Regions from separate parts of the Mus musculus genome. Here all the other regions are linked to region 3. A link is a contact called in public targeted proximity ligation data. All regions are on one chromosome and are shown on one strand. The core of a region is the stretch at or near the end of the contact, and the rest is flanking DNA. Distances in the headings are between cores, read along the strand shown.

Region 1 (3,359 bases), core at 332-2,831, 580 kb before region 3:
ATCAGTCTGGGTGGGTCTCATGGGAGAACCACTGGGAGAGAAGAATGTTTGCTCTTTGTTATAAAGTAACAGAGTGCTGGATTCAGCAGCACATATGGAAAAAGACGCAGTAACAGAGAGGATGAGCAAGGCCCCTGTGGGAGGAGGGCATGCAACTTCATAAAGTGTCCTCTTACTCTAATGTTGGTAGACCTTGAACTCCATATGTAGCTAGAGAGGACCTAGGATTCTTGATTTTCCTGCTTTTAATCTGGAATTACAGGTGTGAGCCACCACAATATCATCATTTTATTTTATTTTTTTTCTGAGACAGGGTTTCTCTAGGTAAAATAAACCTTTTTATCATTTTATTTTATTTTATTTTATTTTATTTTATTTTATTTTATTTTATTTTATTTTTAGACAAGTGCAGTTATGGCTGTCCTGGAACTTGTTCTGTAGACCAGGCTGGCCTTGAACTCAGAGATCTGACTGCCTTTGCCTCTGAGTGTGGAAATTAAAGGCGTATACTACTACCTCACCTGGCTAATATCAACATTTCAAAGTTGAAGTAAAAATTTATGCCCACCAATCTTAGATATTTTTCCATTGACTTAGTACAAGGGGACCAGAGCCCAAGAGGTGGGGCCTGGAACTCATTATGTGGACCAGACTGGCCTGAAACACGCAAAGGTCTGCTTGCAGGGATTAAAGGCCTGCACCACTCTGCCCAGCGTATGTTCTGTTCTTAATCCACCCCTTTCAGCCTTGCTACACATCAATGACTCTTAAAGATGCCGCCGAGCTATCGCTTTTCTGAAACTCCTGATTTTGGTGGTTGATTTTCTGGAATGTCATTGGTGCTTGCTCGAGTCATCTCAGCCCTGCATTAGCTACCAAAGTCAAGTAGTTCTGAGAGGGGCTGTATTTGGAGAAACATGCCAGTACTCCTACCAGCCTACTCCCCTCCCACACCCCTGTGCTCTTGGCTTCATGGAAAGACCTTTCCATTTCCTCTCCTATCTGACGTGAGCAGAGAGGCAGCTTCTAAGAAGGGATATGCTTTACGTCCCAAGGGCCCGCGTCTGGGGCTATACGGGGCTCACATGGAAGATTCAGTTCCTCCCTTGCTTGAACTCAAGATTCTTGGAAGCTGGGCTCCTCCCCTTAGAAAAAGACATCCAAGAGAGTCATATAGTAAAAGGAGGCATACTCTCTTTTAAACAAATTTATCAGTTTACCACAGCATAGTACTGAGTTAGCAGGGTCAACAGGCAGCAGTCACTGTCCTCTGCTGTTTGATTGGCGAGCTACTCTCACTAAGAGCCAAGAAAACCCTTTCTGATTAATATCTTGATAAACTACATCTTGTTGTTGTTTTAGTGTTGCTGCCGCTGCTGTGTGCGCGCGTGCGCGTGTGCGTGTGTGTATTGGGGGGGGGGGTGCTGCTGAAACTCTTTTCATTGAATCTTCCCGGATGGTTGCCCATTTGAGTGGAAAGTGTTGACTTATCTAAAGCGGCATTGATGAGGAGGCTTCTGGGATTTTTATTGTGACGTCACACAACGACCAGCTTTGGTGGTTGCTTCCTTCCCCCCCTTTGAGAAACATGAGGACATTAGGCGAGTGAGCAGGAGCCCTGAAGGCGATGGCAGGAAGAGGAATTGCCAAGGTGAATGGAGTCTGAGAACACTAGTTATTGTAAGGGACAGAGTATGTAAAAACACTGAAAAGCCCTTCAGCGGACAGTCACCATTTTGGGACTTCCCACCCCGGTGAGATCTGGGACTGGACAGCTCTGTTGTAGGGGGCTGTCCTGTGCAGGTAAGGTGTTGAGTCTCTGCCTAGTGATACCAGAAGCTCCCTTTCCACGCCTCCAAGCATGATAAAGATCTTTGCACGCTGTAACACATTCCCTGGGAACAAAGTCTCTAGTTGAGAACCGTTTTCTAGATGTACAATTATGAATCTCAAGCGTGGCTTTCTCTCCAGCTTTGTCCATGGTGTCATTTAAGATGACTGAACTCTGACCGCCTTCAGGGGCTCTTCCTCATGGATGGCTCTGCCATCTGACCTTCTGCAGTAAGATCTTTCGTTTGCACTGTCCCATCCTTAGCTTCTCTTTTTTCTCTTCCTTCTCCTCTTTCTTATTCTATGCACGGAATGCAGCTCTGAGCAACCATTCAAGGATAGCTTAACAATCAATTCAGAGTTCTTTTTCCCTGATGTCATCTGTGACACCTTGAATGAAGTCCAGACAAAATTTTTCTAATCATTTCAAAAGAACATGAATGCTTTATTTCTTATCTGGGGTCTTACTGTTCTGCCTAGGGTAGCCTTGAACTCCCAGGCTCAAGTTATGCTCATGACTCAAACTTCTGAGTATTGGAACTAAAAACATATGCCATTACACCCACAGATTAAGTATTTTTTCATTTGAAACAAAAATCTAAGTTTGAGAAACTTATGAGTTCTGAGAGGCCTTCGGAAGGAATGGCAGAGTCACTAATGCTAACAACAGCTCGGGCGCATGGTACACTCTCTATCGGTGCCACAGGCACAATTCGATCCAGTGCACTCTGTCACTGCTCTGTCAGTGCTTTGTAGTTGAGGGCACAGAGGTTTAATGAAGTGATTTATTCAAGTCTCCAGAGCTGAAGGGGCAGCATGAAGAGTTGAACCAAGGCAGCATGACTCTCGGCTGTACTTCGACACCTCCCTCCCTGCCCCCATCATTTAGATGTAGTCCTTAAGGGATAAAGGGTCACCAAATGAGACCTGAGCACAAGAGGAGGGGTGGCTTTTCAGGAGTTCTAAGAAGGCATTGGCTGAGTCCTGAGGCTCCAGCTTGCAGTGGCTGGCCCTATGCAAATAACCAAGTGAATGTGGTCCCATTTCTGTTTCCATCTGTCTTAGTGAAACTGCCTCTGCTTAGCGGGGTGGAGTATTGCTTTCCAGTTTAGAAAGTTAATCTACTGAGGGCAGCTGAAGTGAAGAATATGGTTCAAGAGAGTGACCCAGCTAGCAGGTGTTGGGGGCAGAAGGTGGGGGTGGAGAATGGAGGGCCGCAGAATTGAGAGGAAGTTGAACTTTTGAATCATTTAGGAACATGGGGTGTGTGTGTGTGGGGGGGGGAAGTGTGTGCGTGTGTGGGGGAAGAATCCAAAACTTTAATAGCACCTACACCTTAGCTTTTCTAAATTCTTTTTGAGGCTCATTTTGTATTTTCAATAGAAAAACCAGAAAACCATAGTTTCTAGGATATTTTTTGGTGGCACACACACACACACACCACAAAACAAAACAAAACAAAACAAAACAAAAGACCCACACAAACTTGAAAAGGACCATGGCATCCTTCACCAGTGCAAAAGTAAGCC
Region 2 (3,442 bases), core at 412-2,911, 650 kb before region 3:
TTTTTTTTATTTCAGATTTTCCCCCAAATTCTTTGAATGTGTGTATGTGTTGCTGGGTATGGAACCCAGGAATTGCAAAAGTTCTAGGGTAGTTTTGATAGCTTCTTTGATAGGGTCAGTATTGTAGGTAGCAGGTAGAATTTTGTCTTTCCAAGTTCAATTTTCTGATTAATGATGTCTTGGTCCTCCCTGGTACATTCAGAGCTTCCTTTCCTGCTTTTAGTATTTGATAGGGAACAGATAACATTTTCATTGTAATGAGTCGACAACTTGATCTTTTTTTCTAGTCGTTCACACTCAGTTTTTTCTGTTACGATACACATGAAAGAAACAACAATTGATGGAGAAGAGCTTGTTAAAATTGGAAAGTTGAATTTGGTAAGTATCCTGCCTTGATGCCACTGTGCTAGTCTTGATTTCTTCCTGGAAAAGCTGAAATTCTCACTTATGTACAGTATTTTCATAGTTAACTTCATCAACTAGCTTTGAAGTGGGAGAAGGAATTTGTTGTGAAAATTTATTTTACTATGATTTAGAACATGGTATAGAGTAAAATATATAAAAGAATACAAATCTTTGAATCTAAATACAATAGATTGACCTTTTTCTTTTTTTAAATTAAAGGTTGATCTTGCAGGAAGTGAAAATATTGGGCGTTCTGGAGCTGTTGACAAGAGGGCCCGGGAAGCTGGAAATATCAACCAATCCCTCTTGACTCTGGGAAGAGTTATTACTGCTCTTGTGGAAAGAACACCTCATATTCCTTATCGAGAATCTAAACTAACTAGAATCCTGCAAGATTCTCTTGGGGGACGTACAAGAACATCTATAATTGCAACCATTTCCCCTGCATCTTTCAATCTTGAGGTAAGCCCTTTGAGAAAATGCAGCAACCGTGGGAACTATAAGCCTTTCTTAGCTGTCATATTTTTAAAGTTCATTTACTGGCTTCCTTCTCTACTATAAAAATTGAACAATCTGGTACAATAAAAAGCCAGTTATGACTTCCAAAGTAGTTTTTTCTTTCTTTTCTTTTTTTCTTTTGCTTCTTCTTTCTTCTTCCTAATTTTTTCTTTCTCCTTCTCCTCCTTCTCCTCCTCCTCTTCTTCCTCCTCTTTCTTTTTTAAATTTTTCGAGACAGGGTTTCTCTGTGTTCCTCTGGCTGTCCTGGAACTCACTCTGTAGACCAGGCTGGCTTCGAACACAGAAATTCGCCTGTCTCTGCCTTCCAAGTGCTGGGATTAAAGGCATGCGCCACCACCGCCCAGCACTGCCAGTGTTCTTAACAAGTGAGCCATCTTATCAGCCCTGGTTTCACAATTTAAAAAAAAAAGAGAGAGATATTGTCTTAGTCAGGGTTTCTATTCCTGCACAAACATCATGACCAAGAAGCAAGTTGGGGAGGAAAGGATTTATTCAGCTTACATTTCCACATTGCTGTTGATCACTAAAGGAAGTCAGGACTGGAACTCAAGCAAGTCAAAAAGCAGGAGCTGATACAGAGGCCACGGAAGGGTTTTTCTTTGCTGGCTTGCTTCCTCTGGCTTGCTCAGCCTGCTCTTTTATAGAACCAAGACTACCAGCCCAGAGATGGCCCCACCCACAAGATGGACCCCCCAACCCCCCATCACTAATTGAGAAAATGCCTTACAGCTGGATCTCATGGAGGCATTTTCTCAACTCAACTGTGATAACTGTGTCAAGTTGACACAAAACTAGTTAGTACATATATGTATATATACACACACATACATACATACACTCATTTGTTTACTTATTTTGTATGTATGTATGTATGTATGTATGTATGTATGTATGTATGTATGTTTTGGGGGTAGGGGGTCTACAAATAGGAGTCAGAAAATAACTTGTGACTGTCAATTCTCCCCTTGTGGACTCCAGCAGGAATCAAGCTCAGGTCATTTGGCTTGGTGGCAAGTGTCTTTGCTCAGTGAGTCATCTTGCTAGCCCTTCATACATTATTTAAACAATCGAACCAAGATCGCTGGGCCTGAAGGAATGACTCAGTGGTTAAGAGATTTGACTGTTTTACCACATGACCAGTGTTTGATTTCCAGCACCCACATGATGACTCACAACTGTTTGTAACTCCATGCTTAGGGATCTCTTGCCCTTTTCTGACTGCCTTAGGCACTAGGCCTGCACACAGTGCACAGACTTACACTCAGGCAAAATACTCATGCACGTCAATAAAAATATTGCTGAATGTCAGTAGTGATGGGTAGTATGTAGGGTTCATTAAGGACTCAGACCAAGTTAAGTCCTTTTGGGGCACTGAATTCTAGTACTTGGCATGTTATTTTCATTACACTATGCAATGTTAAAATTTTTTTATATATCAACACTTCTTTTTTTTTTTAAAGATTTATTTAGTTTATGTATGAGTACACTGTCGATGTCTTCAGACACAGCAGAAGAGAGCATCAGATCTCATTACAGGTTGTGAGCCACCATGTGGTGTCTGGGAATTGAACTCAGGACCTCTGGAAGAGTAACCAGTTCTCTTAGCCACTGAGCCATCTCTTTAGTCCCCTCTTAATTCTTTTTTAATGGGTGCATAATTAATTATGTGGATATAGGTATTGTGTAACACGGTTTCTGGGATCTCATGAACAAATGTCTACTCACCTCAGAGAACACATGCAGACCAAAGTAAAGACATCACCAGAGCTCAACTCGGTGAGCTAGTGGGTTTTATTGGGGTTACTTACCGTAATATGAGTGAGAGATCACTTGTACAAGGACATCTGAATCACCAGAGCCTCCCCATCCTCAGTGTGCATTTGCTCATGACTGTGTAACTTGCCTTCAGCTCAACAGGCTGACAAAGGGGTGGGGGAGGCCTGCTGTCTGCCTCTTCTAGGCAGCGCGGTTTGTTGGTAGTAGCTCTGCTGGTCTGAGAGTGTCTCGCTGGGAGGGGCCCACTGTGTCTAGTTCAGGAACTTTCTGGTCTGAGGGTATCTCTCAGTAGTCCTTACTACGTACAGTGTACTTAGAGAGGGAGGAGCCTGGTATATCTGTTTCAGGAACTTGCATTGTATTTCTGAGCTGCCCTGCAATATGGAATGTAGTAAGACTACCCTTAGAACATCATCCTTAATGAATTTCCTTCCAAGATGAAAGATTTTATCTTTGAGAAAATTGTTACATAAAAGGACATTTTGTTTACTTACCAGTTGGTGGAATTCATTGAGTTTAAGACCTGTGTAGGAGGCTTGAACTGATGGCTCTGTTGGTAAAGTGCTTGTCATGAGGAGACCCAAGTTCCAAGTTCAGATTCCCAGTTTTCACATCAGAGCTAAGTTTGGTGATGCAGTTCTGGCTTTGGGAGGAGACATTCACAGCTTTGGAGCTCACTGGCCAGCCAGGCTAGCTAGGTTGACACGTTTCAGGTTCATTGAAAGGCTCCACCTCAAAGCAT
Region 3 (3,481 bases), core at 628-3,127:
ACATTTACCAATTTACCTGAAGTTTCTCCCTCTCGACGAAGCGTTTTCATTCATCGACATATTGTTAAGTCACTTAAAAGTTTCAATTATTGAATATTCTTCCTGGCTAATAAATTAGTTTTTTTTAACACTGTCAATTTCAGATTATTTCATAATCTGTACAATTTGCCCTAAATTGTGACTTCTCAGTCTTAGCACCCTTTTTCACATGCCAACAATGAAAGGTGCAAATTCTTCATGTTGTGTCAGTATTGTAAGACTGCTTTAAGTTAGATTTTTAAAATTACCACATGCAAATAAATCTAATATGTGTCTCCATAATCTAGAGTCAGAACTATAAACCACACTGTCCAGTAAGAATTTGAATTTTGTTTTCTAGGTCTCTTCTTTTCATCTTCCCTCTCCCGACTCCTCCCTCCCTCCCTCCCTTCTCTCCTCCCTTTTTCTCTTTCTAACTGAACAGCCCTTTAGCAGCTTTGCGTTTCCCATTTTTCCTTTTCTTGCTCACCCTTGGAAGAAAAGATTTGAGAACAGAAATAAAGATTTTCAGAAATGGACAGGAGAGTGGAGAAAGGGGTGAATTACACAGTATTTGCAAGGGAGGAGGAGTCAGATTCCTGGGGTTGGCAGGAAATGTGCCAAGCTGTAGTAAGGAAATGCCTGCCTGTCAAAAGTTCCAGTTCAGCAGGGTGCCCCCACCAAGGGAGCCTGCAACTTGCCAAGACCGCAGCCAAACCCAAGCCATGGCCACCTGCCCCACTAGGGTGGAGGGGGGCATCCTATGATAACAGCTGCCCGTTCCCCTCCCCGGCTCCCTTCCACCGCAATCACAGCTAGTGTCACAGATATCTGTTTGGAATTCCAAGGGGTCTATTAAAGTCCAGCCAGTCTAAACCTTCCCCCTTGTTTTGCAGAGGAACGCTGAGACACAGAGGAATGATGATGTCATTTGCCCAAGGTTATCCAGTGCTGTAGAGCCAGACTCCCAAGCTGCAGATGTGCTTCAGAGCTCCTTTAGGGTGGGCAATCCCAAAGTTACCGAACATATCCAAACAGCCCAACTCCTGGAGATTCAGAACACTAGAGAGAGTTCCTTCATGCCCTACGCAAAGCCCAAATGATGGTAAAAGCAGTATGGAACTGGTTAATAGTGTAATGGTGCCTCCAGCAATTAATGAATTGTTCCCTCCGCTACTCATTTCTCACAGGGAGAGAAAGTTTCAAAACGCACCCACATCTATGCGCACTAACTTTGAACCGACAAAGACCTTCATACTTGAAATCCAGAAGAGTAGCAAATAGAGGTTCCCGAGAGTTTACAGAAATGTCAGGCCATTCGGTGATTCTCCAAGCCCTAGGAAAAGTTAGATTCCCTCAGTAGTGAACGACAGTGACCTGCCCAGGTAAACCTGGGACCGCCAGAGGAACAGAGTTGGCTTGGCTTCACCAGATGCCAAGAGCTGACTTGAAGGAGATTCAAAAGTCTAGCCTTCCATTAAAGGGTTTCAGAAAGAGAAGAAAACGTCGTCGTCTTACCCTTAAAAATGACAGAAACGATAGGATCCGGCTTCCCAAATTTTGTTTTAGGGATGTTAGTGGCAGATTCCACAATCACTCGAAGCATGGCTCGTGGAGAAAGCAAGTCGCAGCCAAGCAGAGAAGACGCGGTGCTGGCGCTGGGCCCTCCGCCCTGGGAGGAGGATGTCTCCCAGCTGGGGGAGGGCTTCCTCGGGCAGGGGGAGGGCTTCTCCCACCGCGGTGGGGGGGTGGTGCAGGGCAGGGGGGTGGGCCTCTGGAGGATTATTTACTGAAAGCCAAGTGTAAACTGATATCCACACTCCCTCCCGGAGTCCACGCAGGCCCACAGGCGCGGCTTATGAATTCAGAAAAGTGTGGACCTGAAAAAGGACACCTCGACGAAAAGAAGTTTTGCGCAGCCAATGAAACGGCGGTGGATTTGGGACGAACTGCAGGCAGTTCAGGAAAACCACAGAGATGTTGTTGCCTTTTAGCAGTAACTCGTGAAACCGAACTCTGTTGGTTTTCTACCACCTCTTGCACTGTTTTACCGAGTCTCGAGGAGTTTTTAAACTATTTAGTCGGGTTTTTAATTTTACTTTTGCCTTTTCTTCTCCTGCTGTTGGACACGCCCCCTCAGCAACACCAAAGACTTTTTAAAAAGCTGCCAAGAGGCGTCCCCTACTGTATATTACAGGAATAGTTAACGTCCAGGTACTGGTTAGAGTCACTAGCCTTGGTTCTTTGCTTTCCCAATGGATTTGCCATAGGAATCCTTCGGAAGAAGGATCCTGGGCCACGGATAGGGGCTGTCCACTATTCTCGAATATGCATTGTCCGCTTAAAGAGAATGAAGTAAGGCCATGCAGCCTGATGGTTAGAGCACATGAGAAGTCCTTTACCACTTTGAACTACATACATCACCTGAGCAAATTTCTTAGCCACCCTCTCCTTCCATGTCTTTATTTGTAAAAATATCTATAAAATGTGTTGTAAGATGCAAGTCCTATGGAGCCTGACAGGTAGCATGAAGAAAATCACACACATCTGCTATAATTTTGTGATTTTTATAGTCTGTTAATGCAAGTCAGTAATTCAGATTATTGCGTTTCATAATGGTCAAATCTGGCTACAGAAACATAGAATCTCTTTTTTGCTTCTGACATACAACCAACTGGAAGCAGAGTTCAAATGTCTCAGGAAAGTCAGACTAAACTCAATCTCAGTGAGTTTCTCAAATCCTTATACAAAGTAAGGAGTTATATACAGAATTGTGTTTAGTGTGCACAGAGAGTCAAGGTGGAATTCAAAAAGCATTGTTTTTGGTAAATTTGACTGGTTTTCCTCCTTTTACTGTGAAACACATTGTTTCTCTAAAAAAAAATTGATAGATCATAAATGTGACCACTTGACAGCCCTCCACATCAAGATAGAGAATGTCACACTTTACAAGCCCCAGGGTATACTACACTTGTGACAGACATTTTTGTCCATCATGAAAATTGCCCTGATTTTCCTTTACTAAGTCAGTTCTTTGACAAGTCCATACATGTAAACAATGCATCTGGATTCCCCTCTCCCTTGCCGTTCTTATCCCCCTTTTCAAACCCTGATCCGTTCTTCCTCTCCTCCTTCCCTACATTTTAGTTTGTGACCTGTGATGGTTTGTATATGCTCAGCCCAGGGAGTGGCACTATTAGGAGGTGTGGCCCTGTTGGAGTAGGTGTGTCACTGTGGGTGTGGGCTATTAGACCCTTGTCCTAACTGCCTGGAAGTCAGTATTCTGCTAGCAGCCTTCAGATGAAGATATAGAACTCTTAGCTCTGCCTGCACCATGCCTGTCTGGATGCTGCCATGCTCCCTCCTTGATGATAACGGACTGAACCTCCGAACATGTAAACCAGCCCCAATTGAATGTTGTCCTTTATAAGACATGCATTGGTCACGGTGTCTGTTCATAGCA

Evidence for each region.
Region 1: a contact with region 3 is called in a targeted proximity ligation map of pancreatic cancer cells. A contact is called at or near these places in 1 of 39 promoter capture datasets (pre-B cells) and 1 of 130 datasets of targeted methods (pancreatic cancer cells).
Region 2: a targeted proximity ligation map of pancreatic cancer cells shows a contact between it and region 3. A contact is called at or near these places in 5 of 39 promoter capture datasets (cranial neural crest, hippocampal neurons, liver and 1 more), 1 of 484 Hi-C or Micro-C datasets (reprogramming fibroblasts) and 1 of 130 datasets of targeted methods (pancreatic cancer cells).

The regions. Positions count from the first base shown.
Region 1 is chr19:37,463,673-37,467,031 of GRCm38.p6, forward strand. It overlaps 1700122C19Rik (RIKEN cDNA 1700122C19 gene), which reads left to right and starts at 1,582. Exons shown (of 2, transcript NR_131009.1): 1 at 1,582-1,651.
Region 2 is chr19:37,390,025-37,393,466 of GRCm38.p6, forward strand. It overlaps Kif11 (kinesin family member 11), which reads left to right. Exons shown (of 22, transcript NM_010615.2): 7 at 288-378; 8 at 625-867. Among named protein-coding and RNA genes, the nearest start is that of Kif11, 15 kb to the left of the region's middle.
Region 3 is chr19:38,041,700-38,045,180 of GRCm38.p6, forward strand. It overlaps Myof (myoferlin), which reads right to left and starts at 1,878. Exons shown (of 54, transcript NM_001302140.1): 1 at 1,537-1,878. The coding sequence starts at 1,624.